Linked DNA regions of Sus scrofa: region 2 is linked to region 1. A link is a contact called in public promoter capture Hi-C data. All regions are on one chromosome and are shown on one strand. The core of a region is the stretch at or near the end of the contact, and the rest is flanking DNA. Distances in the headings are between cores, read along the strand shown. Region 1 holds the start of XPA (DNA repair protein complementing XP-A cells). Region 2 holds the start of NANS (N-acetylneuraminate synthase).

Evidence for each region. Promoter capture Hi-C pulls out the DNA fragments that hold promoters and counts their contacts.
Region 2: a promoter capture Hi-C map of fetal liver shows a contact between it and region 1, with 2.1 times the contacts expected there. The contact joins the promoter of NANS here to the promoter of XPA in region 1. A contact is called at or near these places in 2 of 5 promoter capture datasets (fetal liver and liver), 6 of 47 Hi-C or Micro-C datasets (embryonic fibroblasts, fetal liver, heart right ventricle and 2 more) and 1 of 2 datasets of contacts at active chromatin or transcription factors (alveolar macrophages).

Annotation. Positions count from the first base shown.
Region 1 is chr1:239,566,680-239,571,596 of Sscrofa11.1, reverse strand. It overlaps XPA (DNA repair protein complementing XP-A cells), which reads left to right and starts at 3,008. Exons shown (of 7, transcript XR_301366.3): 1 at 3,008-3,230.
Region 2 is chr1:239,879,031-239,883,947 of Sscrofa11.1, reverse strand. NANS (N-acetylneuraminate synthase) reads right to left here and starts at 1,964. Exons shown (of 6, transcript NM_001185139.1): 1 at 1,833-1,964. The coding sequence starts at 1,964.

The DNA of each region.
Region 1 (4,917 bases), core at 1,759-4,258:
AAGCATTTGTTTTGCAATAAGCCATCAAGAGAGTGACATCACCGATGCTCCATCAGAACATCCAGTCACCATGGTTTCAAACTGTGTCTGTGAGCAACTGTGCTCTTTATCTTGTTTTATTTTGTGCATATGCATTTATTCGCAAGATGTGTCCTAAGATAACTGCTTCTTCAGTTTACACCATTTTGGCTTACCAAAGATTTCTTAGGAATGCTCTACTTTTTTTTTTTTTGGTCATGGAAAGATCTCTTTTTTTCCAATTAAAATTTTTTTCTTTTAGTTGATTTATAGTGTTCTGTCAGTTTCTTTCTTTTTTCTTTCTTTCTTTCTTTTTTTTTTTTTTTTGCTTTTTATGGCCAAAAAAAGCTGCAGCATATGGAAATTCCCAGGCTAGGGGTCCAATCAGAGCACAGCTGCCGGCCTATGCCACTGCCACAGCAATGCGGGATCCAAGCTGTGTCTGTGACCTACACCACAGCTCACAGCAATGTTGGATCCTAAGCCCACTGATCGAGGCCAGGAATAGAACCTGCATCCTCATGGATACTGGTCTGGTTCATTACCACTGAGCCACAATGGGAACTCCTGTCAATTTCTGCTGTACAGCAAAGTGACTCAGTCATACATATATACACATTCTTTTTCTCATATTTCTATCATATTCTATCACAAGTGACTGGATATACTTCCCAATGCTATTAAGCAAGACTTCCTTGCTTACCCATGCCGAAAGTAGTAGTTTGCATCTGCTAACCCCAGACTCCCAGTCCATCCTACTTCCTCCCCCTCCCCCTTGGCAACTACGAGTCTGTTTTCCACGTCTTTGAGTTTTTTTCCTGTGCTATAGATAGGTCCATCTGTGCCATATTTTATTTTATTTTTTTAAGGCCTCACTGGTGGCATATGGAAGTTCCCAGGCTAGGTGTTGAATCAGAGCTACAGCTGACAGCCACAGCCACAGCAACATGGGACCCAAACCGCATCTGTCACCTACACCACAGCTCACAGCAATGCCGGATCCTTAACCCACTGAGTGAGGAGGCCAGGGATCAAACCTGCATCCTTATGGATACCAGCTGGGCTCATTACCACTGAGCCACAACAGGAACTTCCTGTGCCATATTTTAGATTCTACATATAAGTGATATATGGTATTTGTCTTTCTCTTTCTAACTTAATTCACTTAGTATGAGACTCTCTAGTTCCATCCATGTTGCTGCAAATGACATTGTTCCTTTTTATGGCCAAGTAGTATTCCATTGTGTATATGTACCACATCGTCTGCATCCATTCATCTACTGATGGACATTTAGGTTGTTTCCATGTCTTGGCTATTGTGAATAGTGCTGCAGTGAACATAGGGGTGCATGTATCTTTCTGAATGAAAATTTTGTTTGGGTATATGCCCAGGTATATGCTGGATCATATGGTAGTTCTATATTTAGTTTTCTGAGGATCCTCCATACTCTTTTCCATAGTCGTTGTACCAATTTACAAGGAATGCTCTACTTTTGTATGGGGGCATGGAAACCTGTATATGATTTGCACACATTTTCTCCCATTCTGTGAATTGTCTTTTCACTTTTTTGATAGTATCCTTTGATGTGCAAAACTTACTACTTATTTACTTATTTATTTATTTATTTGTCTTTTTGCCTTTTTCTAGGGCTGAATATGGAGGTTCCCAGGCTAGGGGTCTAATCAGAGCTGTAGCCGCCAGCCTACGCAAGAGCCACAGCAACTCGGGATCCGAACCGTGTCTGCGACCTACACCCACAGCTCACAGCAAATGCCAGATCCTTAACCCACTAAGGGAGGCCAGGGACCGAACCCGCAACCTCATGGTTCCTAGTTGGATTCGTTAACCACTGAGCCACGACGGGAACTCCAAAAGTCACTAATTTTTATTAAGTTAATTTATCTAATTTTATCCTGTTTGTGCTTTCGTTATCATATGAAACTTGAGATTTTATCATGGGACAAGATCAATGGATAGGGAGCGAGAGGAATTTGAGGGGAAAAGGAGTAGGGATGGTTTGAAATCTGTCTCCAGTTCAACTAGGAGATCGCAGCACTTATTTACTCTATAGAAGGTCCTCCAGCTTAGATATACATATAACTGATTGACTAAAACCACTAGGTTGTGCTTCTCAAACTGTGAATGTTAGGTATTATCCAGTGGGCCAGTTTGTTCTAAGAACTAGTCCCAATGGTATAAGTGGTAATTAGAACTTAATGTTTTCTGGCTTCAATTAAGTTTTATTGTCATAAAAAAATACATTTTTAGGAAAGCATGCCATATTTATTTTGCTTCATTTGCCACACTTTTGGGAAGTCAGGGTTTAGCTCAAATCCAAAGTAAGTTCATCCACACTCTAGAAATATTCCATGGAAAAGTTAGCCAAACTTACGCATACCAGCTTTGGTAATTGGTGCTGCCTTTGCCTTTTGTCACCCAGAGTTTAAACCCAGGTGTTCTCATTTCAAATCTATGACTCTGTCTAGGCCAGAATTTCAAAGTAGTCATACCAATCATCCGCTGATTTCTTTTGATTGAAACTACTGTTACTACTAACTGCCATCATTTTGGGAAGCTTTCTATGTGCCAGGCATTGTGCGGAAAGACTACATCTAATTTTCTCAACAACTCTATTAAGTGGTTCTGTAATTATCCTCATTTTACTACTGTTGAAACTGAACTCAGGGTAAGTGACTTACTGAAGGCCACGCAGATGGCAAGTGTCAGAACTAAGATTTCATCCAAGTCTGACTCCAATGCCCATGTGCTGAACCACCAAGCGAAGCTATTATTTTAAAGATGACTGGGTCCTGAACACTGATCTTGGAACCAGCCGGCGACTTCAGAGTTACAAAGCCAACAAGTAAACTCCGCTCTGACGCTTGCGCAGATTCCAACTACCGCTCCTTTCTGCAAGTCCTTCTCAAAATGCGCAGGCGCGCTCCCTACCGCCAGCGCGGAGGCGGGGCCTCGACCAGCTTTGGCGTTTCAATGCGCCTGCGTGGGGGCTATTGCCACAGTCTTCTGGGGAGGTTGGACATGGCGGCTGCTGAAGGGTCTTCATCTCAGCCGGCGGCTTCAGAACAGCCGGCGGAGCTGCCTGCCTCAGTGCGGGCGAACATCGAGCGTAAGCGGCAGCGGGCGCTGATGTTGCGCCAGGCCCGGCTGGCGGCCCGGCCTTACCCAGCGACGACGGCTGCGGCTACCGGAGGTTTGGACCCTAGCGGCGTCTGCCCCATCTCTCTCCTGGCGGACCTGGGGCCCCGTCCTTGGTGTGGCGACCAGACCCTCCCCCGCAGTCCTCGGAGGGATTCAGCTCAGCTGGCCTTGTCACAGCGGGGTGTCCAAGACCACAGGGCGACTTCTGACTCCCAGCCCTGGCCTTGCCTCACGGCACCTGGGCGGTCCAGCGGCCGTCCTTGGCTTGGGGATGCCGCCGCCCTCGCTGTCGGGAGGAGCCAGGCAATGTCTCCGTTCTCCTTTTCTGTTCTCTGCCTGCAGCTTCCACCAGTCCCGGGATGGTCTTTGTATAAAGCTTTTAGACCTCGTAACACATTTTAGTAATCCTGCACCTGCTTCCTTATTCATCCATTTAACGCAGGGTGATTGAGTGCATATTCCCTAATTGGCACACAGTGCTTGCTACGTGCTGGGCGCAGAGAGGAGCAAACAGACATTAGCTACTGACTCCGTGGGGCTAACCGAGTGACAACTGTTGTGTGTCAAAGTTTCCAAGTAGCTAATTTGGCTCTCACAGCTAACCTGAAAATAATTAGGGCAGGGTTTGGTATCCATGTTTTACTGAGGAGATAATTGAGCGCCAGAAAGCGACAGAGGTTTGCTCAGGTTCGTCTCAGCAAGTGCAAAGGCTAATCTGGACTAGAACTCAGGTCATCTGACCCTCGGTTCAAGGTCTTGTTCACCAGCTTCCTTTGCTATACTAAGCATTTCTCTCACCCTTAGGAAGAAAGGCTGTTATTCTTGTGTTATTCTTGTCTGGATTTCATCTTCCCTTTATTAGGACAGCCCTTGGCTGTGCATTTGTCTATTTGCTTATCATGTATGTGTTTATCATATAACTCTCCACTGGGATCAAGTGGTAGTCTTCTCCATGGTACCTAAAATATAGTTTGATTGACATGTGATTCTTTAGGACTGCCTCCATGACACGAAGCACCTGTGTTCCTCAACCAACTGTGTAGTGTGTGAGCAGTTGAACACAAAACTGTATCATCTACTTAACCCTTTCATCAGCCAGGAGTAAGGAAGAGTGAAAAGAGCTAGCTGGGTGTCTTGAGATTCATACTGACACTGAATCTGAAAACCCTAGCCACTTTTAATGGTTCTGGTCTCAATGCAAAAAATTGTTCATTTGCATTGATAAATTCATATTTATGATTCCATAAAGGTTTCAAGACTTGTACTAAATGGCTGTGGAACAGGGGTACAAAATAGAGCATAAACTGGTATTAAACTTCTGATAATGGAAAGCAAGGTAGTATGAATATTTTTTAAGATTTCCTGGGCATTTACCAAAGAACCAAATTGTGCTGTAACAGTGTATGCAACCTGCAGTGCTTCAAGAGCCGAGATTTTTATCTTTGTAGTACTTTTATTTCAATGTACTGTATAATTTCCACTTTCTGTGTGTGGTATGACATAAGCCATGAAAAAAGATGAGAAGTTGCTTAGAATATGTTGCTAAGAGTAGTGTTAAGGGCCTGGGGGGCATAGCAAGGCATAAGAGTAGAGAGAAACTGGGCTTTGTTTTTGGCATATTTTAGCATTGTTCAGGATCCTGATCAAATTATCATCTTGATTATTCCAGTTTCCCTTAATTCTCATTGCACTCATAGTCATTCTGATCATTTGCTACACTTCATGAAATCAGAATCATA
Region 2 (4,917 bases), core at 715-3,214, 310 kb before region 1:
GCTCAGCACGTTAAGAACCTGATGTAGTGTCCATAAGGATTTGGGTTCAATTCCTGGCCTCACTCAGTGGGTTAAGGATCCAGTGTTGCTGCAAGAGAGTCAACTTGAATCCAATGTTGCCATGGCTATGGCATAGGCCAGCAGGTGCAGCTCCAACTCGACCCCTAGCCTGGGAACTTCCATATGCCACAGGTGTGGCTCTAAAAGGAAAACAATAAAAAAAAGTAACAAGGACACATTGCACAACACAGAGAAATATAGCCATTATTTTGTATAACTTTAAATGGAGTATAATCTATGAAAGTACTGAATCACTATGAAATTTAAAAATAAAAGTATCTTTGTGATTCAGTAGGCTTGCACAGAAGTAGAGTTAAAGCTGAAAGAGTAAGAGAAAACCTAATCAAAAATGACTGGTTGAATGGCACTGAATGAAGGGAGGTGAAAGGAAAAAATGATGGGAGTTCCCATTGTAGTATCAAACCAAACTAGTATCCATGAGGACGAAGGTTTGGTCCCTGGCCTCACGCAGTGGGTTAAGGATCCAGCATTACCTTGAGGTGTGGTATAGGTCGCAGATATCTCAGATCCCTCGTTGCTGTGGCTGTGGTGTAGGCCGGCAGCTACAGCTCCGATTTGACCCCTAGCCTGGGAAATTCCACATGCTGCAGCTGTGGCCCTTAAAAAGAAAAAAGAGGAGTTCCCGTCGTGGCGCAGTGGTTAACGAATCCGACTAGGAACCATGAGGTTGCGGGTTCCGTCCCTGCCCTTGCTCAGTGGGTTAACGATCCGGCGTTGCCGTGAGCTGTGGTGTAGGTTGCAGACGCGGCTCGGATCCCGAGTTGCTGTGGCTCTGGCATAGGCCGGTGGCTACAGCTCCGATTCAACCCCTAGCCTGGGAACCTCCACATGCCGCAGAAGCGGCCCAAAGAAATAGCAAAAAGACCAAAAAAAAAAAAAAAAAAAAAAAAAAAAAGAAAGATGGAGTGAGCCACCTCTAAATCAAGGAATCACAGCACAGACCTCATACTGGGGCTGGGGTCACAACAAACAACATGACAACACCCCCCTCCCCCGCCCCGTCCCTCAGAGGGCTCACGGTCCAACAGAGAGAAAAGTTTGAATAGACAAGAACAGGCAAATCAACGGGAACAATCACAGGAGACCAGCTTTATGGGGGGAGGGGGGTTGGACAGAAAGGATCCAAGAGAAGGGGGAGCATGAATGTTTATTAACATCTTATCACTAATAGCTAGCATTCATTGAGTCCTATTTGCCAAGTACTGTGCTAAGAGATTTTCATGAGTTATCTCACTTGAGCCTCCCAATTCTACGAGGTAAGTATAAGGGATGGCAGGTGAGCAACACTTGCAGCAACTTCCAGGAACTTTCTAAAAGTAATTCACTGTCGCTGAAAGACGTCCGAGGTGAAAAATGATAGGAAAGAAGGGTCCAAGACATTAAGGTCTTGAAGGCTATGTTAAAGGGTTTCAACTCTACCCATGAATAGTGGGTAGCTTCTGAGGGTGTCAGGTGAGGGTACGACCTGATTAAATCTGTTTTTCGGGAAGATTATTCTGCCACCAGAAGAGGGCGAGAGAGGCCAGGTTAGGGGTCAATTGCAGCAATGCAAACAAATCAGGAGGGTAGCAGAAAGATGAAGATTCGAAACATTTGGAAGTCGCCAGGCCGGGTGCAGGGCACCAAGTGGCAGAAAGAAGGAGGACGGTCCCGGGGTCCGCAGCCCCGCCCACCCATGCCCAGGCCACTCTTCCCCAGGCCCCGCCCTCTCTCGGCACCCTGCGCCCTGGTCCTCTAGACGCTCCCCTCACCTTGGCCATACGGATCATGCGCTTGGCCACATCCAGGTCGCCCTGGTGGTTCTGGCCTATCTCCGCAATGATGAAGCATGGGTGCTGCCCGCCCACCCAGCGTCCGGGACACAGCTCCAGCTCCAGCGGCATGGCAGCGGCTTGTGCTCTCGTGCGGCACCACCCGCCTAGTTACCGCCGCCGCCACCTCCCTTCTGTTCAGTCTGCAGCCTAGCTGGGCCCACTCGGAGGCCCCGCCACGTCAGCCAGCGGCCGCCACGCAGCCAATCAACGAGCTCTGCCTCGTTCCCGACAGCCAATCAAGTCAGGGGGCGGAGCCACCCGCTGGGAGAGACGTGCCACAGGAAGAGAAAGCCTAGCGCTGTTCTATTGAGTTCGGCGTGTGACTCATGGGCAGGAGGCGCAATCCCTGACAGCGATGGGGTCCCTGCATGCACCCTTGAGCAAACATTCCTGTAAGGAGGCTGACGGCTGCCTTGGGCGTGGAGAGAGTCCGCCCTACGGTGTAATGGAAAAAAACGGATTCAGGGGTTGGAATTAACAGAGCTGGTTGGAGTCCAGCTCCTGCCACTAACCAACTCTTTATCATGAATACCTAGTCTTTCTGAGCATTATTATTATTATTATTGTTGTCTTTTTAGGGCCGCACCCGCGGCATATGGAGGTTCCCAGGCTAGGGATGAATCAGAGCTATAGCTGCCAGCCTACACCACAGCCACAACAATACCATCCAAGCTGCATCTGCGACCTACACCACAGCTTAAGGCAATGCTGGATCCTTAACCCACTGAGCAAGGACAGGCATCGAACCTGCATCCTCGTGGATACTAGTCGGATTTGTTTATGCTGAGCGGCGACAGGAACTCCCTGAACATTATTTTCCTTTTTCTCTTAAATTGGAAAATTATATAGACCCTACCTTCCAAGTTTGGTCAAGTGATGATGAGATACTGATCACAGTACCTGGCCTGTAGTAAGCTTTCAATAAGTGGTTGCCAGTCCTATTATGTGAGAGGCAGCAAGTCCAAAAAGTTCCATTGACTTGTCCAAAGCCATCCAGAAAACCAGAGTGGAGCTGCGATGAGGACCCTGGACTACCTCCCAGCCTAAGGCCCTTGCAGTGCATTATACTGGGTTGCAGACAAAGTTGAGAAATAACCAGTTTGAAGGAAAAAATAACACTTGATTCCCAGCTCCACTTGCCAGAACTAATGAGCAGAGTAACAATGTTAAAAACGGAGAGGAGGAGGCACTTCTGGGTGGAAGGGCAGAAGGGTAGCTTTGGGACACGTGGGTATAAACATGCAGGTGAAAATGTCCACAAGACAGGTCTGAGGCTTAGAGTAGAGGTCAGGGCTGGAAAGAGTGATCTGGGAGCCATTCAGAGTGAGGAAAGCCCGAGGATAAGTTAGACTCCTGAGGAAAGGGTGCAGAGGGATGAGCAATGGAGGACTGAGCCTTGTGTTGCTGCCATGGAAGGACAAAGAACCAGGGTTTGTCCTGAGGAGGAGAGACCCACAGAGTCACAGGCCCAGAGCAGTGCAGAATGAGGAGCAAAAACTTAGGGGGAGGGGGAATGAGGGCAGGGGAGCCACTGGAGACAGCAGACTTGGTGGAAAAATGGTTTTGGTTGCCAAGGGAAGATGAGGAAACAGAGGCAAAAATGACTCTTTCTTGAAAGAGTTCAGTTGTTAAAAGCAGATGGAGGGAGTTCCTGTCATGGCTCAGTGGTTAACGAATCTGACTAGGAACCATGAGGTTGCAGGTTCGATCCCTGGCCTTGCTCAGTGGGTTAAGGATCTGGCGTTTGCCAAGAGCTGTGGTGTAGGTCGCAGACGCAGCTTGGATCCTGCGTTGCTGTGGCTGTGGCGTAGGCTGGTGGCTACAACTCTAATTTGACCCCTGGCCTGAGAACCTCCATATGCCATGGGAGCGGCCCAAGAAGTGGTAAGAAGACAAAAAAAATTTAAAAAAAAAGCAGATTGAAAAATAGGAGTTCCCTGGTGGCTCAGCAGGTTAAGAATCCATTATCAGGGCTACTCTGGCCTGGGTGGCTGCCAGGCGTGAGTTCAATCTCTGGCCCCAGAACTTATGCATACCCCAGGCATGTCCCACCCCCACCCCCGCAAAAGAAGCAGATGGAAAATGGACCCTGGGGTAGAGGAAGTTGAAAAGTTGGAGGGTTCTGAAGAAGTTCAAGTTTGGAGGTCAGGGGGAGGCAACCAAAGAAAAAAGGAGATTGCAGTGGTGTTGATTCATCTTTGATATGTGAGTGCTAGACTAGATGCCACGTGCTTTATGTTTCTCCAGTTTCAATGGCCTTTTACACCTGGGTGGGCTGAGCAACAGGCCCTGGTTATAGAGGAAATTAAATCTAGCACTCACATAACCCAGTCACTTGGGCTAAAGAAAACCATTATGATTTTGCATGATTTGTAAGTAATTGGAGATTAAAGAAAAAAAAAAGGCAGAAATCATGTTTAAAAACATGACCATCCCACAAAAGCCAATTAGGCTGTTATTTGTAATTAAAGTAGTACCTACTTTAAAATTATTCAAAAGTCCTTATTTAACCACAAATAAGGAGGAAAGCACACAATCTTTATTCCACTCTTGTTCTTGTTTCTAAAGCCAGTTTCCAGGCGTTCCCATGGTGGCGCAGTGGTTAACGAATCCAACTAGGAACCATGAGGTTTCGGGTTCGATCCCAGGTCTTGCTCAGTGGGTTAAGGACCCGTTGCCGTGAGCTGTGGTGTAGGTCGCAGAGGTGGCTCAGATCTGGCATTGCTGTGGCTCTGGTGTAGGCCAGCGGCTATAGCTCCGATTCGACCCCTAGCCTGGGAACCTCCATATGCTGCGGTCGCGGCCCTAGAAAAGGCAAATAAATAAATAAATAAATAAATAAAGCCAGTTTCCAGTGCTTTCTGTTGCTTTTTCTGCTGGGATAATGAATCAGTGTTCAACTTGTCAAAATGGATGAGAATACATGGGGAGATCTTTAGAAACGAATTAAAACCAGTGAGAGATTATTTGGCAGAAGAGGACAAGGAAGAACTTGGTTTTGGAGAACCTAGGGTTCCCAGGA